Linked DNA regions of Triticum aestivum: region 1 is linked to region 2. The links are chromatin contacts, called in public Hi-C maps. All regions are on one chromosome and are shown on one strand. The core of a region is the stretch at or near the end of the contact, and the rest is flanking DNA. Distances in the headings are between cores, read along the strand shown.

Evidence for each region. A called contact is a pair of places that touch in the nucleus more often than the background predicts.
Region 1: a contact with region 2 is called in a Hi-C map of leaf, with 5 times the contacts expected there. The contact joins the promoter of LOC123072458 here to the enhancer-like site in region 2. A contact is called at or near these places in 2 of 5 Hi-C or Micro-C datasets (leaf and root).

Annotation. Positions count from the first base shown.
Region 1 is chr3B:790,589,637-790,595,012 of IWGSC CS RefSeq v2.1, forward strand. LOC123072458 (scarecrow-like protein 3) reads right to left here and starts at 1,708. Exons shown (of 1, transcript XM_044496010.1): 1 at 1-1,708. The coding sequence starts at 1,236.
Region 2 is chr3B:790,463,108-790,468,146 of IWGSC CS RefSeq v2.1, forward strand. No RefSeq gene overlaps it. Among protein-coding and RNA genes, the nearest start is that of LOC123066600, 61 kb to the left of the region's middle. Within about 2 kb of position 3,159, at least 4 of the 8 cell types and tissues checked have an H3K27ac peak or open chromatin away from gene starts, as enhancers often do. A contact at or near this core is called in leaf, where this site is marked.

The sequences.
Region 1 (5,376 bases), core at 458-2,957, 130 kb after region 2:
CCGGGCCTGCAGCAGCGCGTAGTAGCTGAGGGGCACGCGGCCGAAGCCGGCGCCCTCCATGCGCGCCGCCCACCGGTCCAGCCGCTCGTGCCGCTCGCGGCGCTCCGCGCCGTCGCAGGCCACGATGTTCTTGATCTCCTCGCCCAGGAGCCACCGCTCGACGCGCGCGCGCTCCACCGACCCGCGCGCCGCGCCCACCTCCAGGCAGTCGAACAGCGCCGCGTAGTAGTTGAGCGCCTCCACGAACCGCTCCGTCAGCCCCGGCGTGTTGTGGCTCGCCTCCTGCTCCGCCACCACCATCACCTTGGGCGACAGCCCCCACAGCGCGCCCAGGAACGCGTCCGCCCGCGAGGTGGACGGGGACAGCAGCCCGGAGGAGTCCGGGCTGCTCTTCCTGCGCCGCTCCTTGTCGGCGGTCGGGGCGGCGGGGGTGTCGTCGTCGGTGGCGAGCAGGCGGTGGAGCTGCAGGCTGGAGCTGATGGCCAGCGCCTCGCCGGTCTTCACGCGGAGGGACTCCACGTCCAGCGCGTCCAGGCGGGACACCACGGGGTTGAACTGGAACGGCACGTCCAGCCGCTCCGCCTCCTTGGTGAGCGCCATGGCCGTCTTCGAGAGCAGGTCCTTGTGCTCGTGCACGGCGGTGAGGCGGAAGTGCGGCGGGCCCTCGGGACGCGCGGCGAGGAGGTGGAGCAGCTCGAGCCACTGCGTGGCGTCGGCGCCGCCGAGGTCGATGACGTGCACGATCTTCTCCGACTCCATGGCCTCGAGGATCGCCTGGTTGGCCGCTGCGCCGGCGAGGCGGAGGAAGGGGCAGAGGTCGAAGAAGTGCCTGCGCGCGACGGCGACCTCGGCCGGCGTGGGGCCCGCGCGGGGCAGGAGCAGCGCCCGGCACAGCCCGGGCCACGCACGGAGCGCGCGCCGGGCCAGCGCCTCCGCGAAGGCGGCCGCGACGCGCTGCATGGCGTCGCCGTCGGGCGCGGCGAGCGTGGCGATGTGCTCGAGCGCGGCGTTGGCGGCGTCGAGCCGGCCGGACGACGCCGCGGCGGCGCAGTTGAGCAGGAGGTGGATGAGGCAGAGGCCGCGCTCGTCGGAGCGGAGCTCCCGGAGCATCCAGGGCGGCGTGGCGCCGGCGCCCGCGGCGCCGGCTCCCGGGTGCGGGTGGAGCGGCATGTTTGAGAAGTTCTGCAGCGGGGAGGACGTGACCGACGAGGAGGAGCCTTCGTCCTGGTGGACCATCAGCCTGGCCAGCGCTGCCGCCCGCTCTGCTCGGCGATGCCGCTCGGTTCACGAAGCTAGTAGCAAAGTCGCTTCGTTTCCGTGTCTATCTATCTATCTATCTATCTCTCCGATGCCGGCCGTCGCGTGGTGGACGACGGACGATTTATACGGTGGCCGTGGCTCAGAGGTTTTGGCTCGCTGCGGAAGGCTGCGTGCTGCGTGGCGCAAAGGAGAAATCCAATTAACAAACCGAGACAGCAGGCTTAAATAGACGGGTGTGGAGCAGGCCAAGCAGACGGAGAGGAGCGGGAGGACACGGCAGGGCAGGGCAGGGAAGAGAAGGAGACAAGCAGAGAGGAACAAAGGGCAGAGGTCCAAGAGGACGGCAACAAGGGGCAATGGCTCGAGGAACAAGAATACAATTCACTCGGGTCAGAGCGAGGAGCGGAGCGGACAAAGGGGAAATCAGGGCCTATTATTTCTGCACGCGCTCGTCGGGCATGTATGCATGCACGCATGGATCAGTAGTATTCAGTGATCTTTACTGTGTTTAGCATCATCGGGGGGGGGGGGGGGGGGGGGGGGAGGGAGAGAGAGAGGAGGCAGGCAGGAAAACAGAGTATTCCCAGGTGTAGTAAATACATGAAAAATGGCATACTTATTTTTATAGAAGGCAGAGAAGTATTTACAAGAACTTGTGTAGGATGCGAACATCCCCACAAAATTACAACCCCACCAACACCTGAAAATCTAAGCCTACTCTCTCACGAATCTGTGTAGAACTCCAGCACCCACACCGGCTTCCTTCCATGCCTTGATCTCATCCAGGATGTGCCCATGGAGTTGTGCAACTGACATTTGTTGATCTGCGCGGTTAAACATTATGGCGTTGCGTTGCCTCCACAGTTCCCAGGTGTCTGCCGTGACTAAAGTATCGAAACCTCTCTTGTTAGCTCCTTGAAACTACCCCTCGCCTGGTGCCACCACTCAAGTAAAGTGTCGTTCGTGTCCGGTCTTCTCACTGCAATGTTAAGGTCCATGAGGCACCGGTTCCAGATGTCTCTCGCGTAGCCACATTGGATGTGTATGTGTTTTGCGTTATCTTTATCCTGGAGGCAAGTGTAACAGGCCGATGGAGCCTCCTACAAACCATGTCTCGCGCTGCGATCCGAGGTCCAGATCCGATGTTGAACAGTCAACTAGATATGAATCTTGCACTTGAGCGGCGCCCAGTTCCTCCAAATGCATGTGTCGTAAGGGGGCACGCTGCAATCCTGAGCAAAGTCTGTCATAGGCCGAGCGACCCGTGTATACACCCGACGCATCGCACGGCCAAGTGAACACGTCCTCAACTGTCAGATCACGCTGGACCGCGGTGATCGCTTGCTGCAGGTGCAGAAGTTGGATGTGTGCTGTGAAGGACAGTTACCCCTGCACATCAAGCGGCCATGTCGTGCCCAAAAGCGCCTGCTGGACTGTCGTCTGATTCCTCGTCCATTTGATCACCTCGCGTACAATCAGAGGCGCAATATCCGTGGCAGCGAAACCGTGAATCCGTCTGTCGCGCCAGAACAGGACCTTTGCACCCTCTCGCACCTTAATATTGACCAGGCTGTGGAACACTTGTCTCGCTTCCTTATCCACGATCTGCGGAGTTCCTTGCCATGGTCTCTCTGGATCCACTCTCCTCAACCATTCCCATATGACCCACAGCGCGAGTTCTTGGGTTTGCAAGTCTTTGACTCCCTGCCACCAAGCATTGCCCACCATTCACCTTTTCCTTGGCCGTCCAAAAGAATGCTCTCATCCATTTATTGAGCTCCTCGTAAAGCCACAGGGGCGCGTTCATCACCAAGAAGTGATGTATTGGCCTCAGAAAAGAACGTCAGATACCCTAGCCCCCTCCCCGCTCCTCGCGTAACGCCGTGCGTCCACCCTCCCTCCTGCTGTTCGCCACTCCGGCCACGACGACCACCCCTCTCCTGCTCTCCGCAGGCAGCGCCATCGCCAGGGCTGGGTGCTCGCCGTCCTCCGTGGCCCGCCCTCACGGGGAGCGCCCCGTCGTCTCCGGCTTGGGCATCTCCTCTGCTTCCGAGCGGTCGGTGGAGGCGGCCGCGCAGGAGGCTGCGCCGGATCTGGCGCTGGAGGTGGAGTCTTGCCGGCGCCTGGTTCCCTAGATGGAGGCGCCGCCGTCGAGGAAGACCCTATGGAAGCGCAGGCGCGAGTTCGGGAAGTCGGAGGTGGCTCTGCTCCCTTCCTCCCCGAGCCGCAGGGAGATCTCGCCGGACATGTGTGGCAAGTGTTTCAGGTGATTGGAAAAGGGGCACTTTCTGTAAGTGCATCTAGTGCCCCTTAGTGATTTTGGTGTATTGAAGACTTATAGGTCAAGGGACTAATATGTTTATGAGTGTACACAGACTCTATAAGTCCATGAGGAGTTTGATAAGTAATGTGAAATTCGACCCCTAAAAATGAATGTCTTCAGCTGAAGACTTTAGTTTTTCTGAAGACTTTGAAAGTGAAGAAATTGGTGTGACCTTTAAGACTTGGATATTCATGCGAGGATTATGAAGCGTGAAGACTTTTGTTTTCGTAGTGTCATTTTCTCCTTCTTGAGTCATAGGAAACACCGTACTGCTAACGGGGGTCGAGGTAATACTAAGGAAACTGATTTCCAAGTGATGCTCATCTCGAAATCCTACACCTAGCCAATCCTTTGAATAAAGACTTTGGAAATCTCATATCAGTTCAGTCAAATTTCTTCAGTGACAGAGACATAGATCTTCTAGTCTCTGAGGAATTGGTTCTGACTGGGGAGTTAGGAATTCGCCAGTGCGGATTGCCTACACAGTGAGAAACATGATAGCCTTGAGGAATTCGAACCTCAAATCCGACCGTTGCTGTGCTACGCGCCAGCTATCCAAAATATCCTACCACCTAACGGTCATATCATTGAAGGTCATTTATGTCTTATCATGTTGGGCTGCTCCCTAGGCTATAAATAGCTGCCCCCTACAACCACCAGTTGGTTGGCTGCTCCGAGAGAAACTAACACTTGTCAATTGAGGGCATCCCATCTTCCGAGGACTCTGAGCAAAAATCATCAAGTGAGTAAAACCCAAAACCCAAACCCAAACACCTACAAACCCAAAGTGTTTGAGCATCACTAAAGAGATTGTTCCTGTGTGGAACAGACGCTTGTTACCTTTGAGGACTATGTATCCTCCAGACGGTTAGGCGTCATGGTCTGAGCATGCAAGAGGAATTGTGGATCACCGAGTGACCAAGTCTGTGAAGGTTTGGAAGTCACCTGTGAAGACTTACCATGATTGTGTGTCCGGGAAGGTGTGTCCTCGAGTTTAAATAATCAGCTACTCCAACCAGACGTACAACTATCACAACAGTTGGAACTGGTCTACCAAATCATTGTCTTGACCAAGCCTACTGGTTCTATTTCCTCAACCCTTTTATTTCCTCATCCATGTGTTGATGAACCTGATCATTACTGGTTGAAGACTTTGACTGAAGAATTTCTCTATTTCCTTAATCCAATTTCTTCAGTTACATTGTCTTCAGCCTGCGTATCTCATGTTTACGCTTTCTGTACTTTGTGTTTGTTTTCCATTTCATCATGATGACTCTGCTATTGCTCTGTTATGCTTATACCTTAGTACTTATTCCCATGCTAGTTGTTCCTGACTTTGGAAATTCCTCACCCTGAAATTTCTCAGCGACGAATCTGTAAAAATCACCTATTCATCTCCCCTCTAGTCGGCTTAACACACTTTCGATTGATATCAGAGCAAGATACTCCCTTGTTTTGTGTGATTTTGGTTTACCCACCTGGAGTTCTAGTTATGACGACTGCAGGTATGATCAAGGTCTCGGCTGGGTGTCCTACCTTTGATGGGACGGGCTACCCCTACTTAAAGAACAAGATGCGCATGCATCTTGAGGCAATTGATAACGATCTCTGGTATATTGTGGAAAATGATGTTCCCTCAGTCACTCTGTCTGCAAATGCTGTTCATGTGAAGAGATTCAAGCAACTCGATTCTCAAGCGAAGAATATCATATGTGCCTATCTGAGCATAGGATAGTACGACAGAGAGAGTGCTCAGGAAATAGCTAAGCTGATTTGGGACAGGCTGTCCAAGG
Region 2 (5,039 bases), core at 1,909-4,408:
GTGGTCGATCCGTGCACAAGACGCTTGATGGAGGCCATTGGAACAGATCTGGGTGAAGACCCGCTCGCGGCTGCTGCCGAGGCCGACGATGGCGGCACTGTTCGGTGTCGTTCCCTTGTTGAAGGCATCGCTGTTGAGAAGTTCCAGGCCACTATCTGCTACCTCCGGGGAAAACCCTACATCAGTAGATCGGATGACGTCGGCATTATTGTGTCGTTTCCCTCTTGTGGCGTCATTCTTGGAGGTGTACATGGGCTCGAGGGACCCGTGGACGGAATAATTGGTGGAGCGGTGATTCATCCTGCACATTAATGGTGGCGACTCTCGGTGGCGTGGCGCAGTGGAGACTCGGCGCCTGATGTGTGGCGTGGGACTCGCACAGGAGGGTGACGTTATCAGGCGTTGTGGTGGTGTCGATGGCAGAGAGGTCGGGCAAGGTGGTGCAGCAGTGCATCACTGAAGATGGTTTGGTGGCAGCTGGCTGCGGCGGCCTCATACCCGTCAGGCGTCCTGGTTGGGAACTCAGGTCTTAAATGTTAGGTTTAGCTGGCGATGTCTATTTGGTATCAGGCCCAGACTATCAGCGCCCCTTCATCAATTAGATAGGAGTAGCGACAGTTGTTGCTTAGATGGCGGCTTTAGGTTAACTGTTGTATGACTTTGCAAGGTCTTCTGAGAATAATTAATAAAGTGAGCGTATGCATCGTCCAGATGCAGAGGCCGGGGTCGTCCTCTTTTTCTAAAATAAAATAAAAAATAAGACGGGAAGGCACGACATAGATACGCACTAGAACACATGTATGCATGCACATGCACATGCACATGCACGTAGCAAGTTTAACATAAACAGCAGAGCTCCTACGAGTTTCAGTAAAAGAAAAAGTTTAATCAAAATAAACTGTGATCCTCACGTAGAGTCCTAGGGTGCACAATTATTATGGGAATACCGTCCCATGGTGGTCACCTGCTAGTTTCTACCCTCTACTTACATAGGTAGGTGCACCGTGCACGGGAGTAGGTTAGAAAAAAGAGAAGAATCGCACGCCATGCCGCTTTGACGCATGCTGCCATACAAAAACACAAAAGAAAAAGAGATGATCCCATCCCACCACGCCACGCCATAGATAGGTCCAACTGGGACGAGGACAAGCACCATGGTTGTCCTTCGCATTTGGCGCGGGCGCTTGCGCATAGCAGCCAGGAGAAACAGACGTACATGTCCTCAAAAGTCCAGCCCGTGCCACGCTCTCCCCTGCCTGCTTTTCTTCCCATCCCATCACCGGAGTGGAGGCAAAGACAAGAAGTAAATCGTTGTTTTGCCCGTGGTTTTTGGTTGGAGCTGGCGCTGGCACCGTGGATGAATAGGGTGCGTCCAAAGCGGATAGGCTCGGGGGTCGCTACCTTGTGGATGGCGTTTGGAAAAAGTCCAAAACAAACCTTCAATTTGTAGGCGAAAGCTAAATCAAACCTCGAACTCTTAATCCCTGAAATGAGTACACCAAACTCTCTAACCCCGGTCTATTTTAAACCTTGACAGAACGTAGCCGGGATTTGCTGAATTGGGCCGGTCCAGTAGCGCACTTACTCGCGCACGCGCACTAATCTGGTTTTCTTAGTTTCTTTCTTTTTCGTTTTATTTTCATTTTTCATTTTTACACATGTCTAAATTTGCTCAGTATCCAATGTACATTTTTGACGCACACATTAAATATTTTTGGATAAACTTTTGATATTTTCAAATACATTATGTACATTTTTAAATTAAATGTTTTAAAAACTTTTTGAATACATGGTAATATTTTTTCAAATACATGTTTTACATTTTATTAATGATAAAAAACATTTTATAAAACTACATGTACACCCTTTACGTGGTTCAACATTTTTAAATCTGCATACACTTTTTTCAAGGACATGCCACACATATTCAGTTAAGGTTATGACACACATTTTTACATCACGCAAACATATTTTTACATTGCACACACATTTTTTTGAAAATGTCGCAAACACTTTTTTTGAAACTCGTGAGCACTTCAAAATTTTGTTCAGGTTGCAAAAAATGTTTATAAAGGTGTTCGCTTTTTCAAAGTTGTTGGTTTTTAAAAGTATTCGGAATTTTCAAAAAGTTCTCACACATTATAAATGTTCAAATATTTCATATATAAATACGTTTTCAATACTTGTTTGCCCCTAAAACATATTTTCAAAGTTCGACGCTTTGGTTTCTGATTAAATATTTCGGGCCTCTGACTATGTCAGCCATAGTCGTCTACTGTAGTGGCTACCAGGTCCCAAGTTCGACTCCAGGGCATGTTTTTTTGTGTTGAAATTATTAGGTCACCTGATAAGAAAAAGAAAGAAAGAATTTGTATGTCCCATTGTTAAGGAAAAAAACTCGCTTTATGTCTGGTGGGCTGGCCAACAATCTGAAACATTTTATAAATACATTATTTATGAAATAATTTATGAAATACCAAAAACATTATTAAAAAATGTGACACAATTTTAAAAATATGAAACATTTTTCAAATCATGTGAAAAACTGTTGGAATTCTGAACATTTTTTGACAAATGTATTTTTTTTGAAATCACAAACAGTTTTTTAAAATGCTAATATAGTTTAAAAATTCCAAACAGTTTTTAAAAAACACAAAAAGTATTGAATTTGTTCGAAAAATAGAAAACATGAACATTTTTAACTTCTGAACAATTTTAGAAATGTGCGGAAATTTTTTAAACCTCACGAATTCTTGTTTTGCTACAGTGGGCCGGCCCAAATTCTTGTCCGTGAGAGTAGCTGGTAATCCCGACCGGGATTGTAGTATTCCCGATGTGCCAAACAGGTATAGGGTCCAAAATAGATAGGGATTACAAGTTCAGAGTGTCAATTTTCGGGATTCAAAGTTCATGGTTTGATTTAGCTTTCATCTACAACTTCAAGGTTTATTTTAAACTTTTTCCATGGCGTTTTGTTGGGTTCGGAAAGAAACCGACCTGCTCCCAGGCGGCAACCATCGAACGAGACCAAAAGCATCGGCCTCGTGATGGAGACAAGAGCAGAGCGGGTGGCGGCGGTGACGGTATTCAAAGCTGCCTGCGATGCGTCCAAAACGAGAGCGGACGCCCAAAAGCTTGCTACGCGCCAAGGCCAGGCACGGCATGGTGGCCGCTGTCCGTTTGTTCCCACGTTCCGATCCCTATCTGCGTATATGGATACATACATGCAATGCTACTCCTTCCCTCCCTCTCCGTGTCTTGTTTCTTTGTACACTTGTCTCGTCTTCTTTGTTTCTTAGCCGGACAAGTTGGCCAGCGATGAGCCCAAATTTATTTGGTTTGTAGTACGCTCTTGGAGCTGTTTGGTTACAAGTTAATGGCGGGTCATGTCTGCCGCTATCCACCACCTCCGGGCAGTGCACTTGTTGCAAGCTGCCAAAAGAAAAATCAATTCGTTATTTGGCCACACACACCAACACAGTAGTATTTAGCAGGACATTAGCTATCTTGTGAGGGGTTGCTGAAAATGTGGTACTACTACTGTGTCTGCTCGTATTTCTTGATCATCTTGCGCGGCCTCTCACCTCCTCTTCTCATCAGCTCAGTGGCTAGCAATGCGCAAAGAAACAGCGGATGAGCAGAAAGACCTACTATGCCCAACCGTTCATGCATCTCGTTCGACACACATATCCGTTGGTTTCCTGTCACGGGTCACCGCCGGTACGACCGTCCACTTGTGCTCCAAATTAGCATGGCCATCCTTTCATAGTTTAGTGCAGACTTTTGAACAATGCATTTTTCCAAGCAAACAGATGCAAGACCAAGGGACAAGTTTGGCTTCCAAAATTCAAGTCGTTGTAATCAGACACGTCACTCGCGCTAGACTTTCTTGGTGAATTGATTGAATCCCGTGCTCACGAACAGATGCAAGACCAAGGAGAGATTCAATGTATGGTACAGTTTGGGGGCATGGGAAAGTTAGGGAGAGAAGATTGCTAGGAGAGCTAAAACAAAGCACAGGCTTATATAAACTTGACTGCTTTTTTGGGTCGTGAAAAGGACATTAGCCGGCCCTCTTCTATGACAAAATTATTGGTCTGGACATTAGCCAGCACATGCTTATATTGTCTAAGGAGTTGTTTAAGCTTTGACCATGGACGTTGAACTTTAGAGACAAGACCGGTCACACGCGCCATGACAGGGCCGGATGGGCACATGGTACGAGCACGACACGACCATGGGGTATATATATCGTGTTTGTGAAGTTAAGGAAGTTCCTGACACTCCACGTTTACCACATGATCGATCACGCGCCGATCTTATATTAAACAAACAGCAGTGCCACCTTTCACGGCTTCACGGCCTGATCAATGCAATTGATAGTGCCATCGATCAGTGGATCACTGCAGTTACCACCGCTGAACAAAGGCACAACCGGCGACGCGCGGTGGTCAAACCGGAGAAAAAACCGACCGCATGCACATGCAACAATCCAGCCCGAATCCTCAACCACCCAAACAGAAAATCCATTGTTCTCCGCGTTGTCGTCCGGGCGGAGGAAACGAAACGAGAGCGGAAGCGGTGACGAGTCGCGAACGTATGCACTACGCCATGCATGAAGCTCGTACCTAGCTTCCGGCTTTGACGGTTTTTATTTGTGTGCGGAGTATTTATTTATTTTGTTTTACAAGCGCATAGGGCGTATGTAAGCACTCAACTAGTTCGAACTAGAATTTCATGGAGTTTATCAGCTAGCTCGGATTACAATTCAAAATGGAGAGGAAAGTGAGATCAACTTCATGTACACACCATGCCATGGGCACTAGCCGTTCCGTCGTCCTATCCCGAGAAGACACAGATAACGGTACTTAAGCTGGTACACGGCCCATGGGCCATGGCCCATTCAGGGCCCACAAGCCAAGCCGGCAAGCGAGGCTTGCTTTTCAGCCTATGATTTGAAACGGACTTCTCTTCCCGCCCATCATCAGAGCCGCTTACAATTCCTCCCCGACAAGAAACGGCTTGTCCCCAAATCTGGG